Regions from separate parts of the Mus musculus genome. Here region 2 is linked to region 1. Evidence: chromatin contacts called from public Hi-C data. All regions are on one chromosome and are shown on one strand. Each heading gives the region's core, a stretch centred on a gene start, on an enhancer-like site or on the middle of the called end of the contact. The rest is flanking DNA. Distances are from core to core; before and after follow the strand shown. Region 1 overlaps Mrps27 (mitochondrial ribosomal protein S27). Region 2 has its middle 44 kb from the start of Gm26559.

What was found. Hi-C and Micro-C count contacts between places; a contact is called where the count stands out from the background.
Region 2: a contact with region 1 is called in a Hi-C map of rod photoreceptor, with 3 times the contacts expected there. The contact joins two enhancer-like sites. A contact is called at or near these places in 5 of 484 Hi-C or Micro-C datasets (the N1E-115 cell line, Sertoli cells, embryonic stem cells and 2 more) and 1 of 9 other capture datasets (embryonic stem cells).

What each region holds. Positions count from the first base shown.
Region 1 is chr13:99,374,299-99,379,205 of GRCm38.p6, reverse strand. All of the region lies in intron 4 of Mrps27 (mitochondrial ribosomal protein S27), which reads right to left. Among named protein-coding and RNA genes, the nearest start is that of Mrps27, 32 kb to the right of the region's middle. Within about 2 kb of position 3,460, at least 14 of the 459 cell types and tissues checked have an H3K27ac peak or open chromatin away from gene starts, as enhancers often do. A contact at or near this core is called in rod photoreceptor, where this site is marked.
Region 2 is chr13:99,558,081-99,563,174 of GRCm38.p6, reverse strand. No RefSeq gene overlaps it. Among named protein-coding and RNA genes, the nearest start is that of Gm26559, 44 kb to the right of the region's middle. Within about 2 kb of position 2,289, at least 16 of the 459 cell types and tissues checked have an H3K27ac peak or open chromatin away from gene starts, as enhancers often do. A contact at or near this core is called in rod photoreceptor, where this site is marked.

The sequences.
Region 1 (4,907 bases), core at 2,211-4,710:
TACTTCCTTGTTTAATGAGACAAGATTAGGATCTTACCATGCAGCACTGTGTATCAGTGCTCTCTGTAGACCAGACTGTCCTTGAATGCAAAGATCCACTTGCCTCTGTCATCTGAATGCTGGGATTAAAACTGTACATTACTTCATCCGGCCCTGATACATTGGTTAATTATCTTATTTTTATTATCTTTGAAGGTACTATAAATAAAACAAATAGAGATAGTAGAAACAAAATCAGAAAATTGTTTGGAGCTTGGCCTAAGATAATATCCCACCACGGGCAGAGAGAAAAGACAGAGGGGAAAGCAACGGGCTCTAAAGAGCCAGATACAAAGGCAGATATACCCACTGTCTCTTTGTCCTCCTCCAGACAATCACCAGCTCCTGTCTCAACAGGTCTAAGCCCAGTGAGGAAGAGGGACAACCACAGACATTCCCTATATATGGTATTCCCATACTGCCCTGCACCTAACTGAGAAAAGGAACCTAGGAGCAACGCGCCTGCGCTTGTACTGACGTAAAAGAAGCTCCCCAAATAGTCCTGCCGTTCTCCCATGTGCTAGGACTCTACAGCTGGCATGACTGTGGGCAGAAATGAGAAGGAAAACTGGACTGGACTAGGGGAGGGAACATAGACATAGGACCAGAATGGCTACCATTGGCTTCATGAGTCTGCTCTCGCTAAGCTTAGCAAGCATGCTGGCTTCATGGCTGAGGAATCTCCTTGTCTCCCAAGGGGAGCTCAGAGCCCTAGAGACAGCCCCACAGAGAACACAGTTCCTCTGTAGCTTGGACCAGGCTTGACTCTTTCCAGATCATTTCCACAGGCAGGGGAGAGTGGTTTCTAGTTTTCTCTATTTACTTTAAAGATGAAGAAGCTGAGATCAGCAAGGCTTAAGCAACTTGACAAGACTCAGACTGTTTGTGTTGGTGGAACCACACAGACCTGTGGGTTCCAGCCCAGTGCTTACTGCTTACCACAGCATGGCCCTAGGTTGGCATTCTATATTTCACTATGTAATCTATCTGAAAATGCACCCCCAAGTTATCCTCATTTGCTCATTTGACGAGTTCAAACGATGTATGAACAGAGGAAAACAACATGCACACAATCAGAGCTTTAAATATTAATTGGCTTATAAATTTCATTTTGTCATCCAGTCAAACAAACATTTTCTAAAGATCAGCTATGTTCCGGTGCAGAGATCACAAAGTCACTATGATAGAATCATCCTCAACACTCGAACCATAGCTGGCCGTGCTCCAGAGAGAGAATACACTCTGTCCACAGGGGAAGGGTCAGACTTATTTCTGCCAAAGATGAAGATATCAAAACAAATAAAAGAGACTCTGTACTATTTTACCATAATAAGATATCAAAATTCTGAGAAATAAAGTGCTCCAATGTCGCTTTCCAAATAAGTATCTAGGGAACGCAGAACTACCACAAAGTACTTGGCTAGAAGGATCTGAGAGTGGAGCCCAAATGATTATTATCTACAAAGAAAGGTAATACTAACAAATGAAAGCCAAGAGAAGGTGGGTGGAGGGGGACGGGGGAGGACACGGCATTAGAACGTCCTCAGCGATTCTCACCTCAATAAACATGTACATTAAGGTCAGCCCTAAGACGCCAGCCTTGACTTCAAATCTACACTCTGTCCAGAGGCGAAAGCTAACTTTACATGGTAGCAGGGAAAGAGCCCATCTCTAGTCTTTCAGTCAACTCCTTCAAATAAAATCTGGGAGTCATAAATATGATAAACTTACAGCACTATTGTCAGCACACAGCCTTAGCTTGAAAAGTCATCCTCTATTAAAATATCTTCCAAAAGCCCAGCGGTTTATAGATCTCTACTGACATGAGAAAACAAACCCAGGCTATTTCTGCCTCTCTGCTCTCTTTGTACCATGGGTGTTCCGGGATAGGAAGGAGTGTTTCGACACCACTACAGAAGGTGACATAAACACACATACCGAGTGTGCTTTCAGGAGCAGCACGCTGCTGAGGGGATGTGAAGCTAACCTGACCGGACATTTGTGGAGCAGGCAAACAATGTTTTTATGAGCCTGGATGATATGGAAACAATGTTCCCTCAGGTTTAGAGGAAGAACCAAATAAATCCAGGGTAAGGTCTTTGGTCAGTCTCTAGCTGCTTGGCCTTGGAAAGGTTTCTTGGTTTATATCCTTCATCTACAAGAGGGGGATCCAGAAGTCCCCCTGGAATCTGCAGGCTATTCTAGGAGAGGATGAGGACGAGGACATTGGATTATGATTATCATCAGCGAAAAAGCCCCATAGGCTGTCTGAGGTTTGTGGCCACATCTCTGAGGAGCTCAGCTATCATCTAAGGCTCCGCTGGGAGGAGGATGCAGGAACTACACATTCAAACGAAGCGTTTGGAAAATACGTCTGAGAACTAACGAGGCTGCTAAACATGCTTCATGATACAAGTTGAGCACTGATACAGGTAGAACTGTAGACTACTTCCTATGTCAAAGCACAACATGGGTCATGGGTTGTTCAATAAATGGCAGAAAAAAGACTAGGGACATATGTTTTATGCATATAGGTATGTAAGTATATAAGGTATATATATATACACATATAAGGTATTAAGTATATAAGGGATATAAGGTATGCATATAAGGTATATATGTATAAATCTATATCTCATAATTAATGTGATTCTATATGAATCACATATACATGCTAAAAACAAAAGCATACATTAATTGGGGGTTAATTTACTGGGCTGAAAAGTCTTGTATAAAAACAAAAAGAAATGAGAAAATGTCACTTAATTCAAAGCTGTTCCATAATCACTAGAGGCCCAATAAACTAGAAACCAAAAACAACCCCTCCCTGCCTGCCCCCATAACCCAGCGTGAGTATTCATGGCCATTTATTCTTTCACTCGATTTTAGGATTATCTTCTCAGGCCCTCAAATAATTCTGCAAAAATTAGATTAACTTTATAAGTGAAATCTAAATTAACTTAAACAGATTCACTTAAAACAGATAAATGGAGGTATAATAAAAAGATTGCCAGGAAACATTAAAATACAGACTTTTTTTTTCCTTTATAAAGTTAAAAGCCTTAATCATCTTTTTCTATTTTTGAAATATGAAAAATGTTGTCTGTTTCATCCTAACCTTGAAGGCCACAGTAGATCAACCCAACCTTCCATGTAGCAATGGGCTACACAAGCAGGTTACTCAACTTCTCCATCAGGGAAAGAGGAGTGCTGAGAAGAGCCGACAGCTTCAGCCATGCCGAGCTGCTGCTTGCTCTATCATCAGAAGAGACATACAAGTTCTCTCTCAGCTGTGTGACTGTCTGCAGCCCAGAACCCCTAGTCGCTATCTATTCTGTGCTTTAGTTACCAACTCAGTAGCACTGGGCTAAGGTTGGGTTGGGGCAGGCTTTTTCTACTCGGGAATCCCTTCCCTGCAGACAGAATGCAGATGACTCTCTGCTGCCCCCTTTTGGTCTGCTATGGTTGCCGTAAAGCTTTGCAACTTGTAGCTATTTATAGGGCAACCTGATGTCTTTTAGGATCAGGACGCTTCCCCCAAATTTGACATCCTTTGCCTCTGGGTACTGAGCACCCTTCATAAGCACCTACCTGTCTCTCCCCATTTCTGAATCCTGCTGAGGCCTGGACTGTTGATACCCTTAGTGAAATCTGGCAAAGATCACTGGAGAATAATGGGTTTAAAAACCAAAATCTGAATTTAAAACACAATTTCCCTTAAAGAAAAGTGAAGAGAAAAATAGTCCTTGTCTTTCAGGGACGAAGCCTGGCTACTATCTAAGCTAAATCTCAGCAACCATTCACCTCCTCTGCTCGAGACCCTGCAGCAGCTTTTAAACAATTCCTCCAAGCCTCCTATCTACGGAGACAGGAGGATTATTTAATATCGATTAGTAAAGAGGGAGGGGTGGAGGGTGTAACAGTATTACATATGTTATTTATATGTTAACTATGTTAGCATATGCCACACCTGACTCTCAAGGCCTGGTACCCTGACCTCAGAGACCACAACTGAACCTCCCTTTAAAACTGCTTCTCAAGTAAAGACAAATCATTTTCTGACAAGTCAGTAAGTAGCTGAAATATAATTTTAAGGAAGGGTCAGAAGTTATATTAAAAGTCAGGGCAAGTATAGATGAGGCAAAACAGGGGACAGGAAACAAACCAGAAAGCACAGGACACTCTCAGGACGGGAGGCCACTGTGGCTGTGCTCTGAGAACACTGTGTTCGTTATGAGAGACATGATACCTTTCACTACCTACCACTAACTCAGCAAGCTGAGAACTGGGGTGATCTGTACCTATGAGACCCTCGGAGTCTCATTTTAACATTCTTCCCACGCCTTTCCTATCAACTGTGCCAAGGCTTTTAGCAATGAAGACTCCTGGATTATCTATCACCTCTGGGAGGCACCCAACACCCAGCCCCCGCCCCTAAGTATGGACCATGAAGCGGTGAGTATTTCCCTCACTGGCTGCTTGGTCTACGAAAGACTGCTTTAAGTCCCAAACTCACCTAGAAAATGAGGATGCTGTCTTAAAACCAACGTTGATATTTAAAGAAACAGAACAGGCCTCCAAAAAACCCTGTCTGTTTAAAACAACCATAAAGGGAAATCTATCATGGAAATCACAGCAGTCACGATCAGTGAAGAGAATCCACAAAGGTTCTAAGTATCCCTTCCCTAGACACAGAACATCTGGAAATACTTAAGGATGGACTTGCTCTTGGCCTTAAAGTCATGATGCAACCAACTGCGACTCCTGCTCCCTCCCACCAACTCCCCCTAAACCTCCGCTCATCTGCTCCGCTCTCTAACACTGTGGCAGCTCCTAGAAGCAAGCTGCAAACTCACCTGCAAACACTG
Region 2 (5,094 bases), core at 1,040-3,539, 190 kb before region 1:
GTCAACAAAGGCCAGGAAAAAGGGACTTTCTTGGATGTTTCAGTAGCCTGTGTCAGAGATGGAGACTCAGACAAACAAAAAGGCTAGTCCAGGTACTTGGGTTCTTGCCTGTACTCATGACACTTCAGACCCAGAGATGCTGAGGGTGCCGCCAGTTTTGCCTTGGTGTCCTTTCTGAATCTTTCACCACTTGCTGAAAGCCTCTGCCACAGCTGCTTTTTCTACCACACTAGAAGAGCATACATTTAACTGTCTATGCATTATCTACTGTGTATCTGTCTGTCTATCTATCTATCTATCTATCTATCTATCTGTCTGTCTATCTATCACCTATCTTTCTATTCATTTATCTATCTATTCTGAATTATCTTTTTCCACTTCAGCTAAAGTATCACTTTCTTGCAGTTGTAGAACACTCCCTCTTGCTGATCCCCCCATCCCCCAAATCAGAGCATCATGGCAAAGACCAGGGCCTTAATCTCTCACTGTCCAGAGAGAATCTAGGAGCCCAGGTTTGCCTCCAAGAACGCCTATAACTAAGAAAACCCTAGTCAGAACAAAGCTGCCAAAAGTTCTCTACCCACCAAACTCAGATTCCCTGACACCTGGGAAGTTTGAGGGAACTAAATAAATGGTAGGGTGTGGGTAAGGAAGGCTCCTGAAGAGCTGAGCCACCTTCCCGAAAGGCCCTCCAGAGGCTACAGCAGCACCGGATTCTGCACTGCAGGCTGAAGCCTATTTAATTGCTGGTAATTAAGGCCGGATCTATAGTTTCTGGGCATGCCCTGTGGGGGAGGGCCTGCCTTCCTGGCCTCTGGTGAGCTGCAGGGAAGCAATCAGTGCTGCACGGATCTTGCAGCTCTGCAGTTCATAGCAGGGCCTGTTGCTGGGCAATTTCCAGCACAAAGGTTGTTTGTAAAGCTGCATTTTGAAGCTAGAAACTTGTCTTTTCAAAAGAAATAAGTATAGAGTAGAAACAGTTCATCCTTATGGAGCGCGTACTAGAGGTCTGACATTGTGGTAAGCATGTTTAATTCTCAAAAGATGGTGGTGGGTAAATTTTTAATTGATGGTGATAAGATTAGATAATTCACTCTAGACCCACAGTTGGCACAGAGTTAAAATCTAATTAATTGGATTCCAGAATCCCGGCTGTTAGCCACTGTGGTCTTCAGCAGAGACTGCAAACTGGTAGCCTTATTTGTAAACCTTCAAGGTGTATAGATCCGTGAGTCCCACGTTCTTCTTTCTTTTCTCTCTTTTTTTCTTCTTTTGACTGCCCTGAATTGTTTCTTAGGTACGAATGTTTACAAACATTACTTACATCTTGTGCTAATGGCAACAGTGGGGCTGGAGAGTATTGAGCCCCATGAGAACCACACCAACCATAAGATGAATTGTGTGGCCCTTCCCTTGGTTCTGGTTCTCGCTGCTCGCCAGAGTCAGGACTTGTGTTCAGTGACTCACTGGGCCCCATGGTTCCTTCTGAGAGCTTTAAGGATTTCCCCAGTGAGGATAACCTTGAAGATTTTATATGTGGAATCTTCCCCCGCCCAGTAAGAATTCAAGACTCTCAAAGCCCCACAGTGGGGTCCAACTCTTCAGAGGCGGACTGAAGAGTTCCAGCAAACGAGCTAACCAGGTTTGCTGTAAGATGCGCCTTTAGGAGCTGGGCGTTTGCAGCCACCGGGGGGGGGGGGGGGGGGCGCAGAGAGCTGTCACTATTGCCAGCAGTGTACCTTCATGCCCTTGTGGGCATCCATCTCAGGTCACCTGATGGCTGCCCTGGATGGAAAGGAAGGAGCCCTTTCTCATAATCCCTTTAGTGGCTCTGCTCACATTACTTTAAAATATGGAAATGCCCAATAAAAATTCAGATTTCTGGTGTTCTTGGGGGAAAAAAAACTGCTAATAATACAGGCAGTGAATTGGGTCTGAGTGATCATTGCCCCTTCTCTGGGGTAGGCAGCATCTAGTCTCTCCTGCTTGTGCCACTCCATCTAAACCCTAGCCTGTCTCCTGCCCTCCCTGGCATGCTGAGACTGTGACACTGTTTGCCATTAAGCAAAGTACAATAAGAGCAGGAGGAGGGTTAGAATAAAGAGGCAGGGTAGTGAGGCTCAGACTCACCAGCAGCAAGGGCAATTGCAGTCATTCATTCAAAGAGGAAAAGCCCGTTGTTGCAGGAGTCTAATGTGTCCCCAGTCTCATTGTTAAGCTTACAGATAAGCAGAGACAAGCTGGCTCGGGGTGGGTTGAGAGTCCCAGAAATCTCAAGATGCACTGCTGCCCCAGACCGCATGTCTCTCCTCATCTGCTTTTAAGAGATTACTTTTCAGAAGGCTTGGCCATAAGCCCTGCTTTATCATTCCTGCCGGAGCTTCCAGCTGGACAGAATCTGCAAGCTAAAAGCTTTCGTCTTACAGAAAAGAAGAGCATTTGGCTGCCTGCAGCTGGCCAGCTTCACGGGCCTGCTTGCTTCTGGGTAACCAAGTGGGAAATTTCATCTGTGCTTTGAGTTTCTTGCAATTTCTGTCTATTCCTGGTAAGGGCAGAGTTCAGGTTCATTCCTGCACACCCACAGCCCTCCCTATTAGAAGGCACTGGAGACCTGGTCATCAGAGTCCATCAAAGGCAAGGATGACCATGAACTGGGCGATGCTGAGGTACAGATTGTGATGTAAATTAAGGGAGCAAGAACGATCCCATAAATACTTCCTTTTTTTTTTTTTTTTTTTTTAAAGATTTATTTATTTATTATATGTAAGTACACTGTAGCTGTCTTCAGACACTCCAGAAGAGGGCGTCAGATCTTGTTACAGATGGTTGTGAGCCACCATGTGGTTGCTGGGATTTGAACTCCTGACCTTCGGAAGAGCAGTCGGGTGCTCTTACCCACTGAGCCATCTCACCAGCCCCCCATAAATACTTCCTAAGAAGCAGAAGGCCCAGTCCGATTCCCCAACTTCCACCAGACTCCAGACGGCTTTGTCTTAGAACACAGCCTTCTACACACTGGAAAGACAATGAAGCCTGACCTGCTGACCCTGTAGGTGACTAGGTTTTCGTCTGGCGACCTGGAGGGCAGCTGCCATGTTCATACTTGCTCAGCTGCAATACGCTAGCATGCTGCCCACCTCTCCTTCAAGACTATGGACTAGCTCATAGAAGGCTGCTTTTTTCCTCAACATACCCCTCCAGGCTTCCTGACTGAGCACAGATGATGGAGCAGGGTTGTCATTGTCTGAATAGAAAACCTCTTCCATGTTTTAACTGTTTGGTTCCCAGTTAGCGACACTATTTGGGGGAGGTTTTGGAAACTCCAGGTGGGACCTAACTACGTGAAATAGCCACTAGATGCAGGGCTTTAGGACAGTGGTGGGCAGGGATGGGGGGGGGGGTGTGGGTCTTGTCCCTGGTTTCTTCCTGTCTCTCTGCTTTCTATCCACTTTAAGGTGAGCAGCTGCCCTCCCCCACACAGTCCCACCGCAGTGATGGTCTTTTGCCTGAATATTTTGGGCCAAAAGACCATGGTCTGAACCCTCTGAGTCTGTGAGTCAAGGTAGCCTATGTGAAGTGGTTATCTCATGGTTCTTGCTTGCATTTCCCTAAAAGCTAACGTTGAGCATCTTCTCAGGCACTTACCAGCCATTAATGTCTTCTTTGGAGCATTTATACACAAATCTTTTACCTATCTTAAAATCGTGTAACTTATATTTTTAATTGAGGTATGAGAGATTTTGGGTTTTTTTTTTTTTTACTTTTAATTGATTTCTTTGTGAACCTCACATTATTCATCCCAGTCCCACCCATCTCCCCATCCCTTCATAGCTGCCCTCTGTCCCTGCAACCTCCTTTTGAAAAGTAAATAAAAACAAACAAACAAACAAACAAAATAGACAAAACAAAGCAAAGCAAACATCTCATGGTGGAAGCTGCAGTGTGTCACACAGGATATTCTTTGGACCACAGAACTTCACTTGCAAATGTTCATTGGTCTGGTTTGAGGCCTCTGGCTTCTCAGTATTATCAATATTAGATACTCACCAGGACTCTTCTTGATTATCCTGATGCTGCCCTGAATCGTGAAGACCCTGCAGCTTTGGATCAGCAGAGCCTGCTCTTTCACATGCTCTAACAGTTCATAGATGGGGGTGGATGCTGGGTGTGGGGGGCAGCTGAACTGGTCAGCCTACCAGCTCTCCAGCACCCACACCACCAGGACTATCTCTCCAGCACTGTCCTGGCTAGCCCACCCAATGCTTACATTGACAGGGAGCAGAGAGTGGCAGCTCTCCCACCCTTATGCCCTCACCATCATGGTCAACCCTACTGTGTTGCTCAGACAAGGTGCAGTGTCCCAAGTGCTGCAGCCAGTGAGGGGCAGGGCTAGCTCTCACACACCCATGACTTGGGGCTCTCCCAACTGCCACAGGCAGGGATTGGGGTGTGATATAACATACGCACGCGTGCTCCACAGTGCTGCCCTGGTGAGGCACATGGCGCAATCACTGGAGTGCTGCAGTTGGTGAGAGGTAGGGCCAGCTCTCCAGGGTACCTCAGCCATTGAGAGCTGGAGCCAGCTCTGCACCACCCTTGGACTTATATGTGGCCCCAAGTGGCTGTTCAGACCAGGGATAGCTGAGTGGACTGTATTGGTAATATGAGCTATGGATATTGACACTGACCCCTGAAGCTGCATGGCAAGGGACCGGGACATGGCCAGCATAGGCAGCATGCACTGGGACTTCATCATCACCTCAGGGGGCGGGGCTGACTGCTCACAACAGGCTGTTCCTTTTCACCCTCCCATCCCCAGTTCCGCCTCTCTTTATAAAGCTCAAACTGCTTAGCGGCTCTTTCTCTCCTATCTGTTCTTCGCATATTTGCCCCTTGTAGTGATTCTATCTGTGAGTCGCCACGCGGCACCTGAGTGAGCTCCCCCACCTGCACCTCACCATAAGGAAGCAAACGGGACGCTGGGTGTTTACTACCCGCCTGTGTGGCATGGCGGTGGGCGTTTCTGAGGACATTTTCCCCTCCAGCTTCGTGGTAGTAGGTGGGTCTCTGCGTGTCTGTGGCCCGCCGGTTCTG